2 separate regions of the Zea mays genome follow, and region 1 is linked to region 2. The links are chromatin contacts, called in public Hi-C maps. All regions are on one chromosome and are shown on one strand. The core of a region is the stretch at or near the end of the contact, and the rest is flanking DNA. Distances in the headings are between cores, read along the strand shown. Region 1 holds the start of LOC100281794 (VQ motif family protein). Region 2 holds the start of LOC100383484 (putative subtilase family protein).

Region 1 (5,415 bases), core at 2,172-4,671, 230 kb before region 2:
CTAAACAGTGTGTTGAAACTGATGCTGAGCTTGAATATATGTCAAAAGTTCCATACTCTAGTGTTGTTGGGTCACTCATGTATGCTATGGTTTGTTCTCGTCCTGATTTGTCTCATGCTATGAGCGTTGTTGCTAGATACATGTCTAATCCTGGTAAAGAGCATTGGAAAGCTGTTCAGTGGATTTTCAGATATCTACGTGGTTCTTCTAGTGCTTGTTTATGTTTTGGTAAATCTGGAGATGGTCTGATTGGCTATGTTGATTCAGATTATGGTGGTGATTTAGACAGGAGGAGATCTCTTTCAGGTTATGTCTTTACTATTGGAGATTGTGCTGTGAGTTGGAAAGCTCGTTTACAGGATACTGTTGCTTTGTCTACCACAGAAGCTGAGTATATGGCAATTGCAGAAGTTACTAAGGAAGCCTTATGGTTGAAAGGTATATATTCAGAGCTATGTGGAATTAAATCTTGCATTACCATCTATTGTGATAGCCAGAGTGCCATTCATCTCACCAAAGATCAGATGATTACTGAGAAATCCAAACATATTGATATCCGTTATCACTTCATTCGTGATATCATTGAAAAAGGGTTGGTGAAGGTATGCAAGATCAGTACTGATAATAATCCAGCTGATATGATGACGAAGCATGTTTCTGTTGCTAAGTTTGAGCTATGCTCAAACTTAGTTGGTATTATAAATTAGCCCTTAGTGGCTGTTGGCGCCGGCAAGATAATGATGCATTTGTTTAAGGTGGAGGTTGCTATTATGATGCTACAAGGAATTTGTCTCAAGGTGGAGTTTGTTGAGTTTGTGATCCAAATTCTGAAGAAGGCGGCCAAGTTGGCGAGCGAAGCGGAGGCCCGTCGCCGGGAGGCTTGGGCCGCGTTTTAGGGTTTCACCTCTATAAATATCTTTGTAAGCCGCAGGAGATATCTATCTCAATTGTAAATCTCCTGCGATCAGTAACCACCCGAAAATAGTGAGAAGTTGCCTGCCGGCGCCCGTGGTTTTTTTCCCCTTCACTTTGGAGGGGTTTTCCACGTTAAATCCGTGTCTTCTCTGTGATTGATCCTATTTGTGTCGCATTCATTTACAACAGATGGTATAGGATAGCTGTTGGAGACCATCTAAGCCACGTGCCCCTGCATATAGTGCACTGATCTTTTAGAACAGTGATCAGCTTCCATTTCTTCTTGGGAGTTGGGACAAGTACTAGGTCTACTTGCTTGATGGGGACTGGAGAGATACTGAAAACAGGCGCAGCAGCCGCCCTAGTGGAAAGTGGTTTTGAAGGGTTGCCTGCACTGCACCTGCCTGTGTGGATTTGGTTGGGGGAAACCAGGAGGAAGGATCAGGATTCAGAAGGGCTGCATCTATCCCGTGCCTGAATTTCAAGAAACTCTCTTTCATGGTGAGGACAAGTGATTTATTTAGCATCCTGTGTGCGTGTGTGTGTTGACTTCTGAAATCGACTAAAAAGAAGCCACTTGTACAATTTTCTAAAGCTAACCTTTCTGTCCGGTGGTTGGGTGGAGACACTTGTATACTACAAAACAAAGAAAAGTACCACTCTAAAAGACCCCTTTTGGACACATATATAGTTGAGACCTGCATTTGATATTTGGAGGTACTAAAAGGTAGGACGACTGTGATGGATATCCAACATCTTACTCTCGGAGAGGCGATGGATGCGACGCTTTCAGAGAGGCAAGTCAAGCACTCATTTACTAGTTTAATGCTGAAAGCAATTTTTTCCAAGGGGCAGAAAGTGAAGTCGAACCTCGAAGCTTGCAGATGACATCCCTAGGATCTTTTTCTAGGGAGATGATGTGTCATAAAAGAACCAAGATATATTTTTTCCCAGAGTTTATGTTCATTGTTTGGCATGGAGCTGAATGGAAACTAATTAGGTACCGTTCGGTTGTTTGGGATTGGTGTGTCGAAACAATTTCTAACCAGATTGTTTCTCTAATTTATATAAACTTTGATTAGCTGGAACGATTCCGGGTGCAATCTGACATAAACGAACAAGACCTTAAGGACCATTCTAGCTAGGATCGGAGGGCTTTTCTACTCGCATATAACGTGTTTGCTGAATAAAAGAACACAAATAAACTGGTTCTTGTTTAGGGTATTAGCAGAACATCAAGCACTTATTAAACTGCCAAACCTAGTGCCTAGCTAGATAGGGGCCCTGTTAATTATCTTATGCAAGAGTCGTTTTCTGCCAGCCTATCTACTTACACACCACAGCATATTGTAAGCACAACACCAATCCAGCCAGACGAGCAAGAGACTTGACATAGATCCAGCCAGACGAGCAAGAGACTTGACATAGAGAGAGAGGGTTGGTATAAAAAACCATATTCCCATCAATCAAAGAAATTATTGTCTGGCACTTTCACACATTCATAGCCACCTGTTTGTTCATGTCCTTGGCAGCATTTAATCAGAGTTTTCTCTGGCTGCATGTCCACATCTCACATTTGGATTGCGAGACCAGCTGCCCCCAGATTGATCAATCTTACTATATATGATTTCACCAGTGGCCCTTACACACATATAATTCACTATTGGCATTGCACTCCTGGTTTCTTCCCCCTTAGATTGGTCATCTGGGTGCTTACATTCGCTTCACTGTCTGAAATATAAGCACCCAGATGACCAATCTGTCCAAGTCTCTCGACCAACTCACGGCGCACCAAAAAAAAAAATCCCTCAAGCTCTAGACCTAGGAATTGTTGTCAAGACGCGTACATTTCACCAACAAAGTCCATCCTGGACGAGCCAAAAGGCTGCAAGAAGTCAATGTCAGCAGCCAGGCCTTGGAAGACGCCTTCGTCCTCCTCCAGGAAGCTCAAGAACCCTCCTCCCGTGCTGAGGTCCATCCACAGGTTGCTACGGCCGAGCTCATAACCACCGAAGCCTCCTTCCTCCACCTTCACCTCGCACTTGATCTTCCTCTTCTTGGTCGCCGTCTCTTCTTGCACTTGCACCGTAAAACCGCTCTTCTCGTCGTTGGCCACCGGAGCCAGTGCCGGCCTCGGCCTCTTCTTGGACGTCTCCGTCTCATCGTCCTCACCTACCGGCGGCGTCGATGTGACGACGTCGGTGGCGGCGCAGAAGGCAGCCTTGCCGGTGAGCCGCTGCACGAGGTCCCGGAAGTGGGCGACGTCGGTCTTGATGATCTCCGGCGCGATGATGTGGATGATCTTTATCTTGGGCCGCGTCGGCGGCAGCATCGTCGGCGTCCGAGGGCGTGCCGTCCTCATGGTTGATGTGCTGCTCACCCCATCGTTGTTGTGCTCCCCCATTGATGTGCGCGGTGCGGGTGTGGGTGGAGACAAGCTAGGTAGCAGCGGCACAACCAACAGGGAAGCGGGTGCAGAGAAGAGGACGATGGTGATGCTGTGGTTTTGGTGTAGTAGGATGAGCTTGGTTGTTGTTTATATAAGGTAGATCGTCGTGCCCTTTTGCAATTAGTGCCTGCATATAGTACACACTGATCAGCTTCCATGTCCTTTTGGGACAAGTAGGTCTACTTGCTTGATGGGGACGACTGGAAACAGGCGCAGCAGCCGGCCTAGTGGAAAGTGGTTTGGAGGGGTTGCCTGCACGGCTGCACCTGCCTGTGTGGATTTGGGGGGAAACCAGTAGGAAGGATCGGGATTCAGAAGGGCTGCATCTATCCCTGTCCAAGTATCACCAACTTGCTATTTAGTACCTCACATGTTTAGACGATGTAACCCTTGGCCTTAATTATGAGTTTACAGTTGGGTCAAGCACACATGTATCAGCTAGCCCAGCATACAAGGCATCGCTATTGAAGTTCACTCCCCCTCCTTCAAGGCATCGCTATTGAAGTTCGTCTCGGCCTCAACGTCACCTTCGATCATTGCTTTCGCTTCTCGGCGTCTGGTATGCAGGTGAAGACGGGGTTCTGCATTTTGCAACATGAAGTCGAAGCTGCTACGTCAGCGGATGTGGCTCGGCAACGATGACTTGAGGCGAAACCCCCTTCTTCGTAGCTCGAATTGTTTTGGATGTTGGGCAAATACTAGAGGCGGGGCGAAGGATCATGCTCGTTGGTCAAGAATTGGAGCTGCCTCGTGTGAGGTGTTGAGGTTTGGCAACGACGGCGCACCGCAGTCTTCCTCTTGTGTCGGATTTTGGGTATATGCGTCGTTAAGTTCCTTTGACCATGTGTGGCCTGTCTTTTGGAGTTAGAGCTGCTCGTCCCTTGTATTGAGTCCGACAACGATGACTTTAGATCGACTTTGTGTTGGGGCTACTGTTGTCTAAGTGGTTTGTGCACTCTGTGTAGGTTTCGGGTCCGACTTTTTTATAAAAAAAACTCACTCAATTATATTCCTCTTTTTAATTGAAAGATAAAGCTCTTGCCATTACGTTCAAAAGTAAATAATCTCCATGTACGGAACGTTAAGGTGTAGAGTGCACTTGCTGATGCTCATTGCATGACACATCGCAGCTTGAGATCATGATGGTTGATAAATTGCACATTTTTTTTAAAAAAAAAACTCAGTTCATGGGCTTGGGTCCAGCCAATAGAAAATTTCTAACTTTATTAATGCGTCTCGTTTGACAATTTATTAGGAGATAATTCAGTGGTTAGCCACCCCCTGGTACTCATCAAGGACAACAACTTGGGTTTCCAATGGTTAAATAGACGCATTTATAAATATCATATGTGCCTTAGTGATGCATGCATGTAACTATTACGTACCTTCCATGAACCTTCTTTTATAATCTCGTCGTACTTCATCCCAAAAGATAACTATGCAATGTAAATTGCAAAATTTACCTCTCCGCATGTCATGCGTGCCTGACTTCTTTATAGGTTGGTACCAACGTAATGGTTAAATTACATACTACCACATCTCATAGTTCAAGTTCACACATGAAACAACTGCTCCTGAATTTCCAGAAACTCTCTTTCATGATAAGGACTGCCGATTTATTTAGCATCCCCTGTGTGTTGACTTCTGAAATTGACCCCAAAAAAATCAACTTGTACAATTTTCTAAACCTAACCTTTCTGCCTGGTGGTTGGGTGGAGACAATCGTATACTACGATACAAAAATGTACAACTCTAAGGCTATCTCCAACGGAGCAGCTAAAAACGTATGCAAAGCTATTATGGCTACTCATATTCACTGTAGCATCATGTATTTTCCATCCAACAGAGTAGCCAAACAGAGCAGCCAAATTCTATGGCAGGTGAGAGAAAAGCTATTATGGCTGGGCAGGAACCGAGCAGACATCTCTGATGCAAATTGGTGGGCCATTCTTGTCAGTGAGCATGAAACAAGCTATTTTTGCTATACCATTGGAAAGTGTTATATTATAGATGGACAGCTAAAACATCTATGTCAGTCAACATGCTGAATG
Region 2 (5,361 bases), core at 2,364-4,863:
TTTAGTCCTACCTTATTTAGTTGTAGAGACTAAACAGATTCTAAATACATTAAATTGTCACGCTCGGTTTTAAGGGTAGACCCGGATGCGTCTCATATGTGCGTCAAACAAGATCAATACATACAATGACTCAGTGTATAGAAACGAATGTCACAAACTTTATTACATAACGTAGATGTCTTATAAAATAACTGATAATAAATAAATCAAACTAAGATTATTATTCCACGACGCCATCAAGCTGACTGGTAGACGACACCTAGATCTCGTCGAACTCGTCATAGTAGTCCTCCTCGGGGGCATCTGCTCTTCACCTGTGGGGGGTGTCATACCCGGTTTTAGAAGACAAAATAAATGTGAACCATGTACGTGATAGGATCAGCAATTCACGTACAATACAATTTACATAACCAGACATCATCACACAGTGCTCAAATAATAATATAAGAGAGGTAATAGTTTGATTACATCATGATGCCCGAGACATCCACAAAGTCATTAACATAGATCAAAGTGCGAAAACGAAACGTAGCTAAACACGACATTCACAAGCAGCCGACTGGGGGTTTGCCGCTAACCCACGCCTAGAACTCATCATAGTTTTGGAACATCTGGAAAAATCCTCTACCACGACTTTCCTCTTCTCCTGAGCAGTGGTTGCAATGTGGACAACCTGGGAGGTGGGGTTTGGTGTTGTAAAGAAAGGGTGAGTATGCATCAATATACTCAGCAATTGTCTCGTTTGGTTGTGGTGGACTAGCTTTATGTGGGGTTAAGATCAAGCCGTTGATTTTAGTTGGTCAGATAATTATTACTAGTATAAAGTCAGGTTTTAGCATTAAACCCAAGTTATTAATCCAAAAGTACTCCTTTCAAATAGAAAGAATTTCAGAAACCATAATCATAATCATCAAAACCATAATTATCCTCCTCATCATCTGTAATCATAGTATCTCTAATCAATGGAGCTCCCAAGGCCGCTCATAACCGTGAGCACGACTGATATATCAGTTTCATAACACTCTGTAGAGGTTGCACACTTTACTCATGAGTTGTGATTCTTTTTTGCCTCGGGCCGATCAAACCCTTAAACACTACCAAGGTGAATAGGGAAGGTTTCACTATGTAGCCTTTACAAAGATTTCCTGAAGTTGTAGTCGCCCGTTAGGTTTTCTAAATGTACCGCACTCCTCCCCAAGGGGCAAACATGTCACACCCGGTTTTAGAAGGCAAACCGAATGCAAACCATGTACGTGTCAGGATCAGCAATTCACGTACACAGCAGTTACATAACCGAACATCATCACACAGTGCTCAAATAATAACATAAAAGAGGGTAATAGTTTATTACATCATGATGTCCGAGACATCCACATAGTCATTAACATATATCAAAGTGCAAAAACGAAACGTAGCTAAACACGGCCTTCACAGGCAGCCGACTGGGGGTTTACCGCTAATCCACGCCTAGAACTCATCGTACTCTTGGAACTCCTGGAAATCCTCCACCACGACTTCATCTTCTCCTGAGCAGTAGTTGCAATATGGAGAACCTGGGGGTTTGGTGTGTAAAGCAAGGGTGAGTACACGTCAACATACTCAGCAATTGTCCCGTTTGGCTGTAGTGGACTAGCTTTATGTGGGGTTAAGATCGAGCAGTTGCTTTTAGTTGGTCAGGTAATTATTACTAGTAGAGAGCCATATTTTAGCATTAACCCAAGTTGTTAACCCAAAAGTACTCCTTTCAAACAGAAAGAATACCAGAAATCATAATCATAATCATAAGAACAATGATTATCCTCATCATCATCTATAAACAAAGTATCTCTGATTCAATGTGTCTCTAATCAGTGGAGCTCCCAATGCCGCTCATAACCGCGAGCACGGCTGATATATCAGTTTTATAACACTCTGCAGAGGTTGCACACTTTACCCACGAGTCGTGATTCCTTTTTTGCCTCGGACCGATCAAACCCTTAAACACTACCAAGGTGAATCGGCAAGGTTTCACTATGTAACCTTTACAAAGATTCCCTGAGGCTGTAGTCGCCCGTTAGATTTCCTAAATGTACGACACTCCTCCCCAATGGGTAAACCACCCTCGGCAGAGCGAGCCGCATACACCGAGCCCCATTGACGGCACGACGACGAAGCGAACTACATCTCGGTTTCTCAAATTATTCAGCTAAGGGCGTCACATACCACCCTCATGGTTGTACTGTTTTCCTGGGTGATCATCCAACGAACCAGTACTTACGGAGAGGCACTCGAGAAACCGCTCGAGTCCCCTTAAATGTCACAGTATCATCATCATAATCAAAAGGGAAATATCGTATCATAAATAATCTCACCATGTTCATTGACATAAAAGAAATAAGCAAATACTTGGCGCGGAGCTCGCACCTACGACTATGCGAGAAAGAGAAAACAACGGTCGAGGCTACGGTCGAAAGACGATTATGTTAAGCAGTTATGGATTAAGCACTAGGACAAGGGAGCATAAAAGCAGGCCCGTAGTTAAAAGAATTTTTTCTTTATGAAAAAAAGGTACAAAAGCCGCCGCCAACGAGCTTAAAACTATGCGTCGCCTCTTGTGCGTTCTACTATTAACCCTACTACTGGCATTGGGTTATATATATACACTCGAGCTTGCGTCAAACTATGCCGCGCACATGGCGTACGTTAGCTTTACTAGCTAAAAGACTCAAGGATATGTCTCACCAACGGTATGAACTCCACTAGCTCATACCGTGCAGCAACGGAACGCGTGCAGGTGCAGTGCCGTTTGGACGGATGAGGACGCGCCGCGGAGGCACGAGGTCACGGGTAAAAACGGCGGCTCTGGAAAAGGAACTGATGCTGCACTGCACTGTGTTCCTCCAGAACGATATCACCCTCTCTTTTTTATTATTATTTTTAACAAGAAGAAGAATATAACCCTCGCACTGCCTTTACGGAAAGGAACCGTGACCCTCAGCATGTAGAATGTGTTATTGTATACTGTACACGTTATCACTTGACAAGACGTGTACACACAGGATAAAATAGATGTAGCAGTAATAATTTAGTTACTGTTGCAAAAGAGCAGGATGGGAAAACAGATCCAGCTCTGACAGAAAGATATATACTCCTTGTATCACTTTATTCTTTCTCTCTCTATCTATATATATAGATAGATATATAGACTATAGACACACGATGGCAGGTGGCACACCGATCTACGACAATAATAAGAAATAAATACACCTATTATACCTCATATCTGCATACATGACACACACAGGTATGTCCACGAAAGCAAGCAGCCACCCTACAATCTACATGCATGTTCCTTGTATATCTCCAAAGATCGGATGCCCTGTTTGTCTGCTCTCACTAGCCGACCCTCCTTGGCTCCCATACCGCATCATGACATCTTTGTCCGCATTTATTTATGTACTCTTGTTGCCATCTCGGCCGACGAAGAAAAGCGCAGGAATAACGGCCACACAAACAAACCGGGATTCCGGTCAGTGCGCAGGCTCTCTGCTCCAGTAAACTTGGCAGCGGTTTCAGGAAGCTGCTGGCTGCTGCTAGCTCTCAGTCTCAGTCTCAGTCTCAGTCTCATACATACATACATATACAGCAGCTGGTGGGGTGTCTAGGTCTCTCGTACTCGTCGGTACACGCTTGCCAATCCATCCAAACCCGCTGTATCTGCGCTAGCTGGTGTCCGACCGTGTCTGCCATGGCTTCTTCTCCACGCACAGCCATGTTCTTCCTCGCGCTGTCCCTGGCGCTACTGGGCGACGACCTTCGCCGCTGCTCTGCCTCTCAGGTGCCTACTCCAACGCACGCCGATATGCTTATATTATATCTCCACGGTGGTGGTCAGCTGCACTTCTGTAGTAGCTAGCAAATGGATGGATGATGCCAACTCTTCCTTCAGGTGTACGTGGTCTACATGGGCAAAGCGCCGCAGGGCGACAGGGCACCCCGTCGACGACGACACGCCGGGCTGCACCGCCAGATGCTGACGGCTGTTCACGACGGCAGGTCCACAGCAGACTCGTTAATTTGAATTCCTTCCTCCATAACCCCTCCTAGGCTTAGCTAGCTAGCTCCCACCTCCCAGTGCCGTTTCCATGCAGCAGTATATATATATCTTGAGTCGGACGCTTCCTCTCCGCAGCTCGGAGAAGGCGCAGGCATCACACGTCTACACTTACAGCGCCGGCTTCCAGGGCTTCGCGGCCAAACTGAACGAAAAGCAGGCCATCAGATTAGCCGGTAATTAGTTTCACAACACAGGCTACTCTTTTAGAATTTAATCTTGGTCCAAAACAAGTTAGATTACATCATAGTCTGAGTAGATTATACGGGTTTCATTTCCCAAACAGACGGCCCCTAAATGAGTCTAGCTAGCTGTGATGCCAAAAAGGCGCCTAATAATTCTGATGCGCGTCTTCAATTTCTTCAGAGATGCCTGGCGTCGTCTCGGTGTTCCCAAACACAAAGAGGCGACTGCGCACCACCCATTCCTGGGATTTCATGGGCTTGTCCACCAGTGCAGAGGGTCAGGTCCCTGGACTGTCCACCGAGAACCAGGAGAACGTCATTGTTGGATTCATCGATACAGGTGATGGAGTACAATTGCAGTAACATGTATACTAAGCTAGCTAGGTTCAAACTGGAACTCGCATTCTTCAGTCAGATCATGTGACACCAAAAGAATATATATCTTCTCTTCCACCATATTAGTTCCAGTTGTGTTCTAGCTTACAAACTGACAAGGCATGATGTTTGTGTTTTCATGTTCGACCGACTTGGCCATCAAATGACTGTTCGGACAGAAACGAAAAAGGATACCATCGGATCGATAGAAACCAAAATCATGGAATTCTAGCTAACTGTTTTGTTTTGTTTTTTTTTTACCTCCTCAGGAATCTGGCCAGAATCCCCTAGTTTCAGTGACCACGGGATGCCTCCGGTTCCCAAAAGATGGAGAGGGCAATGCCAAGGAGGAGACGCGAACTCACCGTCAAATTTCACCTGCAACAGGTACACACGCTCTAAAACCAACCCACGGTACGGTATTCCAGCATTGGAATTTTCTAAAGCCACCCCCCAAACATGCACGATAGGAAGGTAATAGGAGGCAGATATTACCTCAGCGGATACCAAACAGAAGAGGGTGGCGCCATCAAGTTCGTATCTCCAAGGGACAGCTCGGGGCATGGCAGCCACACTGCCTCGATAGCGGCCGGAAGGTTTGTCAGGGACATGAGCTACGGAGGTGGTCTGGGCACCGGAGGAGGGCGGGGAGGAGCCCCCATGGCAAGGATTGCAGCCTACAAGGCCTGCTGGGAAACTGGCTGCTAC

Evidence for each region. Hi-C and Micro-C count contacts between places; a contact is called where the count stands out from the background.
Region 1: a Hi-C map of endosperm shows a contact between it and region 2, with 2.4 times the contacts expected there. The contact joins the promoter of LOC100281794 here to the promoter of LOC100383484 in region 2. A contact is called at or near these places in 2 of 25 Hi-C or Micro-C datasets (ear and endosperm).

What each region holds. Positions count from the first base shown.
Region 1 is chr6:108,155,730-108,161,144 of Zm-B73-REFERENCE-NAM-5.0, reverse strand. LOC100281794 (VQ motif family protein) reads right to left here and starts at 3,421. Exons shown (of 1, transcript NM_001154714.2): 1 at 2,520-3,421. The coding sequence starts at 3,319. The coding sequence ends at 2,750.
Region 2 is chr6:107,929,658-107,935,018 of Zm-B73-REFERENCE-NAM-5.0, reverse strand. It overlaps LOC100383484 (putative subtilase family protein), which reads left to right and starts at 3,613. Exons shown (of 11, transcript NM_001176132.1): 1 at 3,613-3,817; 2 at 3,929-4,035; 3 at 4,172-4,269; 4 at 4,460-4,618; 5 at 4,923-5,040; 6 at 5,124-5,361. The coding sequence starts at 3,728. It overlaps LOC111589529 (a long non-coding RNA gene), which reads right to left. Exons shown (of 2, transcript XR_002748570.2): 2 at 3,116-4,569.